2 separate regions of the Mus musculus genome follow, and region 2 is linked to region 1. Evidence: chromatin contacts called from public Hi-C data. All regions are on one chromosome and are shown on one strand. Each heading gives the region's core, a stretch centred on a gene start, on an enhancer-like site or on the middle of the called end of the contact. The rest is flanking DNA. Distances are from core to core; before and after follow the strand shown. Region 1 overlaps Prkar2b (protein kinase, cAMP dependent regulatory, type II beta). Region 2 has its middle 5.6 kb from the start of Gm40374.

The links. Hi-C and Micro-C count contacts between places; a contact is called where the count stands out from the background.
Region 2: a contact with region 1 is called in a Hi-C map of bone marrow-derived macrophages, with 41 read pairs. The contact joins two enhancer-like sites. A contact is called at or near these places in 2 of 15 datasets of contacts at CTCF or cohesin (the G1E-ER4 cell line and the NIH/3T3 cell line), 17 of 484 Hi-C or Micro-C datasets (B cells, the CH12 cell line, ECoMG myeloid progenitors and 12 more), 11 of 115 datasets of contacts at active chromatin or transcription factors (the 230-238 cell line, DN3 thymocytes, the HPC-7 cell line and 7 more) and 2 of 9 other capture datasets (bone marrow-derived macrophages and liver).

The regions. Positions count from the first base shown.
Region 1 is chr12:31,994,153-31,999,409 of GRCm38.p6, forward strand. The region is part of intron 2 of Prkar2b (protein kinase, cAMP dependent regulatory, type II beta); the gene reads right to left. Among named protein-coding and RNA genes, the nearest start is that of Hbp1, 47 kb to the left of the region's middle. Within about 2 kb of position 2,864, at least 155 of the 459 cell types and tissues checked have an H3K27ac peak or open chromatin away from gene starts, as enhancers often do. A contact at or near this core is called in the G1E-ER4 cell line, bone marrow-derived macrophages, embryonic fibroblasts and 1 more, where this site is marked.
Region 2 is chr12:32,135,197-32,140,247 of GRCm38.p6, forward strand. No RefSeq gene overlaps it. Among named protein-coding and RNA genes, the nearest start is that of Gm40374, 5.6 kb to the right of the region's middle. Within about 2 kb of position 3,370, at least 36 of the 459 cell types and tissues checked have an H3K27ac peak or open chromatin away from gene starts, as enhancers often do. A contact at or near this core is called in the G1E-ER4 cell line, bone marrow-derived macrophages, embryonic fibroblasts and 1 more, where this site is marked.

The DNA.
Region 1 (5,257 bases), core at 1,614-4,113:
GAAGACATCGATATGGAAGGAGAATCTACAACCACCCTTTTACTAAGCCAGCACAATCCCTAACTACATCTAAGTATGTGTCCTTATACCTACAGAGAAGGGTAGTCCTCACTCCTCTACAAGTAGTCATCCCTTTGCAACAGAGACCATTACAAAACACCATAAACAATCAAAATGCAGAATTGAGGAGCCTAGTTCTGCTGGATACATCTACAAAACACTCACACACCACAGGCTCAGGGAACATTGTGGAAGGAGGGGCGAAAAGACTGTGAAAGCCAGAGGATCAGGGAGTTTGCTGTGAGACTGTGTTACAAGGTTAGATGGGTGTAGCCATGTCAGGTGTTACACCCACAGTCTTTCCAACATGACTGCCTAAGCATGAGCTGAAAAGGGTGACACCCACAGACATGCTAATGTACATAGGGGGAAGAGTGGGAGGCCTCAACTCCACAAATAACTACAGGCAACTAAGGAATGCTGAAAACGGGAGAAATAGTCTTCCCCAGGGAAGAGCACACCTGTTTAGCCACTACCAGTGGTGAGACCCGAAAACATATACTCACTAGTAACATTATCCAGTAACGGACTGAGCAAGTTGTATATGTGTGTGTGTGTGTGTGTGTGTGTGTGTGTGTGTGTGTGTCTGTGTGTGTGTGTCTGTGTCTGTGTGTGTGTGTGTGTGTGTGTGTGTGTGTGTGTGTGTGTGTGTATTTGGGAATGCGTATTATGTGCACACATTTATGTTGATAACAATGAAAAGGGAGGCCATGAATTTGAAAGTGAGCAAAGAGGAGAACGTGGGACTGTTTGGAGGGAGAAAACAGAACGGGGAAATGGTATAACTATATATAAAATCTCAACCAAAAAGAGACATTTAAAATTAATGATCATAAAGAATACCATGATGGTTTTAAAAAGCCACTAATTACAAGGCTAGGAGTCTACCCCCTAAAACTGTTTATGTATCGTAATTTATATGAAATGTTCATAATATAAAGCCATACTTGAAAATACTAGCCATTGGTTTTTGCTTATTCCTGTTCAAAACTTAACCCTTTTAATATTTATTTCCAAGGCAAAAAATATTTGTAACCTAAAATTACCTTAGGGAACATGAACAATAAAAACATCTAAGTTTGCTATGAAATGATCTATTTAATCATAAGGCTCTGAGAAACTCTCATGAATTATTCATAACCCACTTTCTCAGTACCAAAGTGCTAATACTGAGAATATTTCCTCCTGGCCTTGGTTGGAGTTGAATTTATACTGCACATGCAGCCTGAAAAATCTGCTTCCTTTTCCTTCAACACCGAGAATGTTTGTGTCACCAGAAACACTGAACATTGTTCTTGAGGACCACAGTATGCTACCTCACTATAATTAACTCCATTCCTAATACTGGGCATTTAACTAGCTTTTTTTTTTATTACAATATTTTTGCAATAAAATTTCTTAACCATAAATATATGTAGACATTTTACATTACTTCAAAAGTTATTCTGGTAGCCTTTTGGCATGACAAATCTTAAGGCATATTTACTGTATATTTTTCTACAAGAGGCTGTACCCATCCATTGTTCTACAAAGAATATAAAAAGGCTTGCTGGCTACATGAAAGAGCTGGGCGCCAATTTAAAAGAAAGGATTTAAATGTTTCAAAACTATTAAAAAGGAATAACTTACAAATACTTTGGCTATGTGTATCTCCTTTATAGTCATCTACGGGGAATACATTTTTCCTTTTAGGAGGAAATCTATCTATCTGTCTGTCTGTCTGTCTGTCTGTCTGTCTTTTGGACCATGTCTCTCTCTGTAGCTTTGACATCCAAGAACCCATTATGTAGATCAGGCTGACCTCAAACATAAGAGATCCACCTGCCTCTGCCTCCCAAGTGCTAGGATCAAAGGCATACACCACCATATCTAGACAAAGTCAACTTTTTAAACATTATTTTATGGTTAGACTACTCAAAATAATTTAAATTGTTGTTTGTCTATGCTTAATAGAGTGATGTGTGTTGAGGCAGAAAGCACCCCAATGTGACTTAACCCCACCATTCAACATCACAGGACTACTCACTCACAAGCGTGGACACCATTTTCTCATTTGCATACCTAAGGATTTAATACTGCTCTTTCATTTTTTAAGAGCAGATGTTTTTATTTTACTCAAGTTTATATATATGGTTTATCTTGGCTAAGATACAGGAACTGAAAGCAGGAAACTAATAATGACAACAATGATTGATGATCATAGTAACAGGCTCACAAATGGTCCTGAGGGTCTCAGGACAGCATCATGAATGGCGTCTATCCTCCTCTGTGCCTTTATCATCATTATTATAAAACCCACCATTACTTCCTGCAGGCACCGCTCTGTGCAGCCACATTTTGCCCTTCACAGAAGATATCTGTTAGTACCTGGAAACAATTTGATCATCCAAGTGTAGTGGGGTGGGGAAGGTCACAGACATATAGTAAACTTGGGTCAGGGATGCTGTTTAAAGGCCTAAATATACAGTAACCCAACCACACTCAACCAAAAATCAGAACAAAAACAAAAAACAAAACCATCCCTGACCTGTATTGTCTTACTCAATCCCATAACCCTACAATAGTTATTAATGCAGCCATTTCACAGATGAAAAGACCAGGGCATAAATAGGTCAGGGTCACACATCCTAGTAAATGACCTAAGGACTTTGGCAAATGTACCAGCACAATGCCTGGACTTTAGCGCGTGTCTCAGAACCCAGCAGAAACAGGGCTTCTGGAGAGCAGGCTCATATGTAAAAACCTCCAATGATACACAAAGCCAGAATGCCAATTTAGTAAGTAACTTCCTGGATGAAGTGTTAAGTCAGCATGACCAGTCAGTTCTCTCCCTGCCGGAAAGCCACAGAGGCAGCCAGACCATAACTAAGACGTTGCCTGGTGATAAGGAAACAGGAAGTCGAGAATCTGTCAAATAATATCTGGATGGATAGTGCCTGTGACACACACACACACACACACACACACACACACACACACACACACACACAGGATATATCATTAGCTAATATAGCTCACACACTTTAATTGGATAGGCCACAACTTTCCACAGGGGATGAAAACCTCTTCTAGGCGAGGCTCTGCAATTTTCTGTCTCCATGAGTGACAACCAAATGGGGAGAGGGGCCACTTTATCAATTATACAATACAAAAAGGAAAGCAGGGGCCTTTTATCAAAATTCTCAGACTTCACAGAGGATGACAAAGGAGAAAATTAATCCAAATGGAGGGTGTCTGTGAGCATGGGGACTGTGAAGGTGACAAGCTGACATGACCAGCATGCTCAACAGGAAACGAAGCATCTAACTTATTCTGCTCTCCAATGACTTGTGATCTATGTCCCCTGACTCATTATAGTGTTATATTAAATTTCAGTTCACAGAAAGCATCTTATCAACTTCTGGTTTCCAAACCGCTGGCCACTATCCCCTAACCAAAACAACTTGGAATTTAGGTGGAAAAAAATCTGTTATTTTGCAAACAGCTTATCAACTGTGTCCCTGTCATTAATTACTTAACACCCTTCTAATGTGAGTATCTTTATCAGGCAATGTGTGTTTGTGTTAGACCATCAGTTTCACTGGAGTACTTGTCGGTATTGTGACTGATTCTTGGCACTGCTTCAGTTGTCTCACTGACTAGAACTGACCTCCTATACCCAAATGACACGTGCAACTCTGAAAGGTTGCTGTGGTGGGCCTGACCGTCTCCAGAGCCATCCTGCAGTTCCCTTTCATTAGAACTCACCTTATTTTCTCCAAGCCACCCCTTCTCCCCAGCCACAAGTTAAAAGTCAGATCAAGAGTCATGGGTTGTGGATATGGGACAATGGTACAGGGCTTCATGGTACCCATGGAGCCCTGAGTTTAATCTCTACCACAACAAACTCCCGCCAACACACCCACAAATTGGGGCGACGGGCAGATCTTAACCTTTCACCCACACAGAGCTAATTTAGATGCATTCATTTCAGAAAGGACCTTTTGTGCTCCTCCAGAGATGTGGGAGGACTCACTGTCATAACTTAACATACTATGTTCTTTCAAACATGGTATAATGTGTTTGTCTCACGACCCTATAGGGAATGGCTGGGTATTCTTGTTCCCTAGCAAGGAGAGGGCACACTGCCTGGCTCGATGTATGTGGGAAAGACTTACTAATGAACAATCTTCCATGGTCCTTGAGAATGGGACACTGTTTCTAATAGCTTCCAGTAGCATACCGGTGTTTCAGACTCTCAGACACATTCTGAGTAGATTACTGGTAAGCTGTTCTGGGTTATTTGTTCAAGAAGTGGGGACACAAAGAATAAGTGAAAAGGGGGTTTCTATCGTATTCACCAAAAAGCACAGAGATTAAGGGATTTGGTAAATATTTGTGTAAAACAAATGAATGCCAGACGGTCTGGATGGCCTGTCAAGACAGTCTCCATGTAACCTGTGATGCCTCCTACTCTACCAGAAATACAATTGCCCTGTATCTTCGAGACCATCTGAAGCTCATGCTCAAACCGTATCCTTTACTCTTTGGCAACTAAAGAGTAGAGAGAGACAGTCTTAAGATATATTTAAATTTCACTGTTATTCTGCACATATGTGTTTGGAAAGTCTCCTGGTTGTTGAGAATGGTCTAGGAATTTAAGCATATTCCTTCCCTGCAGACAGAGTATGTGCACTGGTGTAGCCAGACAACTGTCACAGATTGCAGAACAGACAGCAAGAGAAGATCTGCGTCAACTTTGCATCCTATCGAACTTGGCCTCCAGGCTTCTCATGCTCTCTATTTATAGTGTGGCAGACAAAGGGTTATGCCAACTCCGAGGTTTGTTGTTTTTTTTCAAAAGGAAGATCCCTCTTCACTTTGCTGGTTATGTTGTGAGATTCGATATAGTCAGATAACCTGACATTAGAATACAGCCCACACTGGCACCTAGTTGTCAAAGAATAAAGAGTTCCATGAGTCCCTGGGTGCTCAACACTGATGCGTAGTATACACAATATGCCCTTTATAAGTATGCATTGTAAGAATGACAGGCAAATATGGCCTCTCCACAAAGACTTTATGATTCAGAGACCTTTTAATCTAGAAAAATAATTGTCTTCTATACAATGCACAAAGGTTAATTTTTTTGTGTTCTCGATGTACTCGGATTTTTGCATACACATTTAAACAATAATTAGCTTAAAATAAAGTGCAC
Region 2 (5,051 bases), core at 2,120-4,619, 140 kb after region 1:
AAGCAAAACAAACAACAACAACAAAAGGTTCCTCTTCTCAGAAAAGCAGCTGTAAAGGGAAGCGGTTCAATGTGTCAGTGAAGCCCAAGGCCACAAAACTTGGAATCATGTCTGACAACTAATCCACATTCCATCACAAACTTGAAAGTCTCCTTCACAACCCTCCTAATGCTGTGACCCTTTAATGCACTTCCTCATGGTGTGGTGACGCCCTCCACCCATAAAATGCTACTTCATAACTCATTTTGCTACTGCCGTGAACTGTAATGTAAATATCTAATATACAAGATATCCCCCTCCCCCTGTGAAGAAAAGGGGTCACGACCCACAGGTTGAGAACTACTGGTCTACAGCATGGGCATGGTTAGACATATTAGGCCCTTAGTAGGAGATCTGCCACTAAGCAAGGGCCCAGAGCAAGTTTGCTCTTCAGATTGTAGAGAAAGGCATGTGCCGTCACCCAAAGGTCATGCTTAGGCTCTGTTGTCAAGGCCAGGAGACAGTGCCGTACATTTCTCCTGGGACAGCTAGCTATTCGGTTGCCATCTTGTGTCCACAGCATGAGGGTTGGAGTTAGCCATTGCGAATCTCTTAGCCAGGTGGGTAAGAACACACCAGTGGGGTTGGAATGGTGCTTACCATTCCTCCTCCTACTGAGCAGGACCCCGTTTCCCCCACAGCCAGTTTCCACGTGATCCTAGTGGGTCTTGTGCCATGTTCCCTTGAGTTCCATAATTTCTACTTATCTCAAGCTTGAGTAATTTTTTTAAAGTAGAATAGACTCTGGGCCCAATGGAGTCATTTTCTCTCCTGGGCATTTGAGTAAAGTCTAAGGGTTTGGAGTAAGTGAGGAGACATCTCGATGCAATTCACTCCCTCCTCATCTCTACCTCCCTTCCTCAGACGTACTCTGAGTGTCTGTGCCCTGGCTAACATGCTTCGAAGAAAAGAAATAAGGAATATTTAAAAGAGGAAAACTGAGGACAGGGATCTGGATGGGACAGGGTGGCTGGGAAGGAGCCACCATGGATAGACCTCAGGTGCCGATAGGCTAGTGCTCGGAGAAGGGACGATGGTGATGATGATGAGGTCAGAGCAGGCACTCTAGAGAGCACAAGGCATGCGTATTTACAGGGAGGGATTGTGGGTAACTGGTACCTCTGCTAGAGCATCCTGAATCTGTTTTATTCAGTTTATTCTTCCACACACCAAGGGTTCTGGGGCATCCTGGGCTCTGGCACTGATCTGGGTACTTGGTCTATATAGAACAAACTTGGTAGAGTTTATGTTCTAGCAGGATGGGAGCGAAAAGGAGCCACGGAAGCACGCACAGGTAAATTACATCCTATGTCAATAATAAGTGTTAGTGCTATAGAGAAAGGATGAGGTACGGAAGGGGGAGGGGAGAATAAAGGATACTTGTGGTGTGTGCTTGTGAGATGTGTGTGTGTGTGTGTGTGTGTGTGAGAGAGAGAGAGAGAGAGAGAGAGAGAGAGAGAGAGAGAGAGAGAGAGAGAGAGAGAGATTTAAAATAGATTTCCCACCAGAGGTTACATCAGAAGGTAAGCAGTGAAGACTTCTGCCTCTGGGTACCTGGGAGAGGGTGCGTTTACACTGAGCAGCAAGCATAAAGGTTCTACAGCGGGAGCTTACGTTCTACAGCCGTCTCCAATCAGCCAGGGATTTGATGGGCAAGTTAGCTGGGTTCTGTATTTCTAATCAGAACAACGTGATTAATATAACTAAATAATAATAATAAATGTATTCATAAAAAGGGTGAAGTAAAAAACATGTGATGATCTTAAGCGCCCCTCTTAGCCCCCTCTTTTTTCAAGATAGGATTTCTCCTGTATAGCCCTGGCTGTCCAGGACTCACTCTGTAGACCAGGCTGGCCTCAAACTCAGAAATCTGCCTGTTCCTGTCTCCTGAGTGCTGGGATTAAAGGTGTACACCACTTCTGCCTGCTTTTTCTTTTTCTTTTTCTTTTTCTTTTTCTTTTTCTTTTTCTTTTTCTTTTTCTTTTTCTTTTTCTTTTTCTTTTTCTTTTTCTTTTTCTTTTTCTTCTTCCTTTTCTTTTTCTTTTTCTTTTTCTTTTTCTTTTTCTTCTTCCTTTTCTTTTTCTTTTTCTTTTTTTCCCTCTCTCTTTCTTTTTCTTTTTCTTTTTCTCTTTCTTTTTTTCTTTGTAAAATTTGAGAACTTCATACATGATGCTGTATTTACACTCCCCACCCCTGTCTTAGTCAGCATTCTATTACTGCAGGGAGAACCATGACCAAGGCAACTCTTCAAGGCAAGCATTTAACGGGGGCTGGCTTACAGTTTCAGAGGTTTTGCCCATCATCACCGTGGAAGGAATCATGGCTGCATTCAGCAGTCACAGTGCTGGGGAAAGAGCTGGGAGTTCTACATTTGAATCTGCAGGCAGCAGGAAGACAGAGACACTGGGCCTGGTTTGTGTTTCTGAAATCTTAAAGCCCAACCCCTAGTGACACACTTCCTCCAATAAGGCTACATACTCTCCGAGGCTGCAATTCCTATCTCTCCCAGATAGTTGTCACTCCCTGATGACTAAGTAAATATATGAGCCTATGCTGACCATTCTTATTCAAACCACTGCACCTCCATTGTCTTCTTTCCATGCCCTCTCAAAAGCATGATCTTTTCTTCTGTAATGTTTTATACACATTATTTACATATATGTGTATATGTTTATATATGTATACATGCATGCACCTGAGTAAGTTCATTTAGTATTGCTCAGATGTGTTTGGGGCTGACCACTTGGGCCAGCCTATCGAGGGACTCATCCCTGGAAAACACTGATTCCCTCAAAAGCCATTAATTGCCTGTAGCTCTTCATCCAGTGGTCTTATGAGATCTCCCCATCGCACTGGCAGGTAAACTGATGTGGTCATTGCGCATGTCTTGTTTAGGACATGTTTGCTGGGGCAAAGGGCAAGTAGACGCCTTGGGCAGCTACCTGAGTAGGTGGAGAAGGAACAAAGACAGAATGAGGTTTCCTCTGAGATGCCACCTAATGGCCCAGATGCCATTATGCCTACTTCTGCGAGCTTCCAGAGAGCCCCACAAAGCTCCAGAAGGGCCTAGACTAGCGCAGACTCCTCCTTCCCGACCATCCTCGTTAGCTAAGGAGCACGGGAAAGAAGGTGCATCTGTCCTTTGTGCTGGGCTGCCGCAAGGTGGATTGTTTCCAGGATGCTGCACCAGGCCGGTTTTCCAGGGAGTGATGTAATCTATAGGGAAGCGGGGAGCCCAGCAATTCAGCAGGGGGAAGTGGGCTGGGCTCCCAGAACCTATAAGGCTGTTGCTGAGCAGGGCTCTGAGGGAAGAGAGGAAGAAAAGCATGGGCAGGCCACAGCTGGGGTACAGCTTGGCTTGCTGCAAAGAAGGAAGAAAGCTGTGTGCTCGGGGTGGGAGGGGTGTGGGTGGAGGTGAGGAAAACCAAGGCCAGGCCTGGCGCTCGCTCATCCAATACGAACACGTACGTGTTCTTGAGGGAAGGGGACATAATTGTCCAGCTGAACATCAGATACTTGATCTTTCCCTCATTTGTGGCATTATATTTGACTCTTAGAACCTCACAGGGTAAGAGGAACTGGTATTATCAAAAACACATTCTATAAAGAAGATCCACAGAAGTCAGACATTTGGGTCTGACTTTGCCCGGCACAAGCAAGAGTTAAACCCGTGGGTGATGACTTGGGGGCCATTTGGTGTTGGCACACATTTCATGTTTGCTTCTGTATGCTGCTGTGGAGTTGACATCAGGCCTCTGGACTGACTTTCCTTTACCCAGCCCCCAGACAGACTCACTGTGTGAGCACTTTGTGGCTTGGCTCCTATGGTGAGCCTGGGTGCTGGCTCCTGCTTCCTCTCTGCGCCTTGTGTATATTTAATCATGTTGACGGAATTTACTTTAGTCCAAATTCAGGCTCTTAGCCATTTTCTTCTCTTTGACTCTTCCCTATTTATGCAAACTCAGACCAAGAGCTTTGTCTTTTTCCGACCTTGATACACAGCCCACCACTCCCCTGTAACCCTCATAGTCGCAGGAGTTGAAAAGCTCCCCACTCCCTTTGAGGGGTCTCTGGCATTTTGAGTTCCTTTCCCCTTCTAAGCTGGATATTTGCTTGAGCCCACCTCTCCCCGTTTCCAGTTTTTCCAAGGTTTGCTGCTGGCCTGACTAGACACTTCCCCTGCTCATGTCGTCTGACAATTTCCTGCTGCTGGAAAACTGTCCTCATTTCATTATTTCAGCCAGAAGTTATGGTAACCTTTTTTTTTTTTTTCCTTTTCTTTTCTTCTGGATATAAAGGAGAACCAGGGGCAGGTATTCATAATGTTCAGACTCATAATGTTTTGACCCATAGGAATGGGGTCAAGGCTAGGCAGGGCTCACTGCTCAACACAACACTCAACTTCAAGGCACTACCATGTCTACAGGGAATCTTCTGGCATGTGGTCATCCTAACAGTGGCTGGAAGAGAGTGAGGACTTGACTCCTCCCCCCTTTTACAGAGGAGGAAAAACGGGACCATGGATTCCACATTTGTCCTTGAGCAATGATACCAAATTTTTTCATTAAAAAAAATTCCCCATTGGGTTAGAATCTACGGTAAAAGTTCAAATTAGAGCTGAAATCGACCTTGAGTCTGGCTCTGAGTACAATCTACATCTTAATGAATTCACTTTGGTCCAAGGGCTGACAAGTCCTTCTCTCTGAAATCTCACAGGCTCACTCTTGTCTGTGTTCCAGTGCCAAGCGGATGCCGATGGCTGGATGTACCTTACCTAAACTCATAAAGCATGTATTCTAAAGATTTATTCCATTTGTATTTATGTGTATGCGTGCCACGTGAGTGTGGGTGCCCGAGGAGGCCGGTAGAGGGCCTTGGGTCCTCTGGAGCTGGAGTTGTTATAGGTGGTTGTGACCCTCTGGACCTGGGTGATGGGAACTGAACTCAGTCTTTTGGAAAAGTAGCAAGCACTCATCACCACTTAGCCATCTCCCTAGGCCCCCAAGACGTGT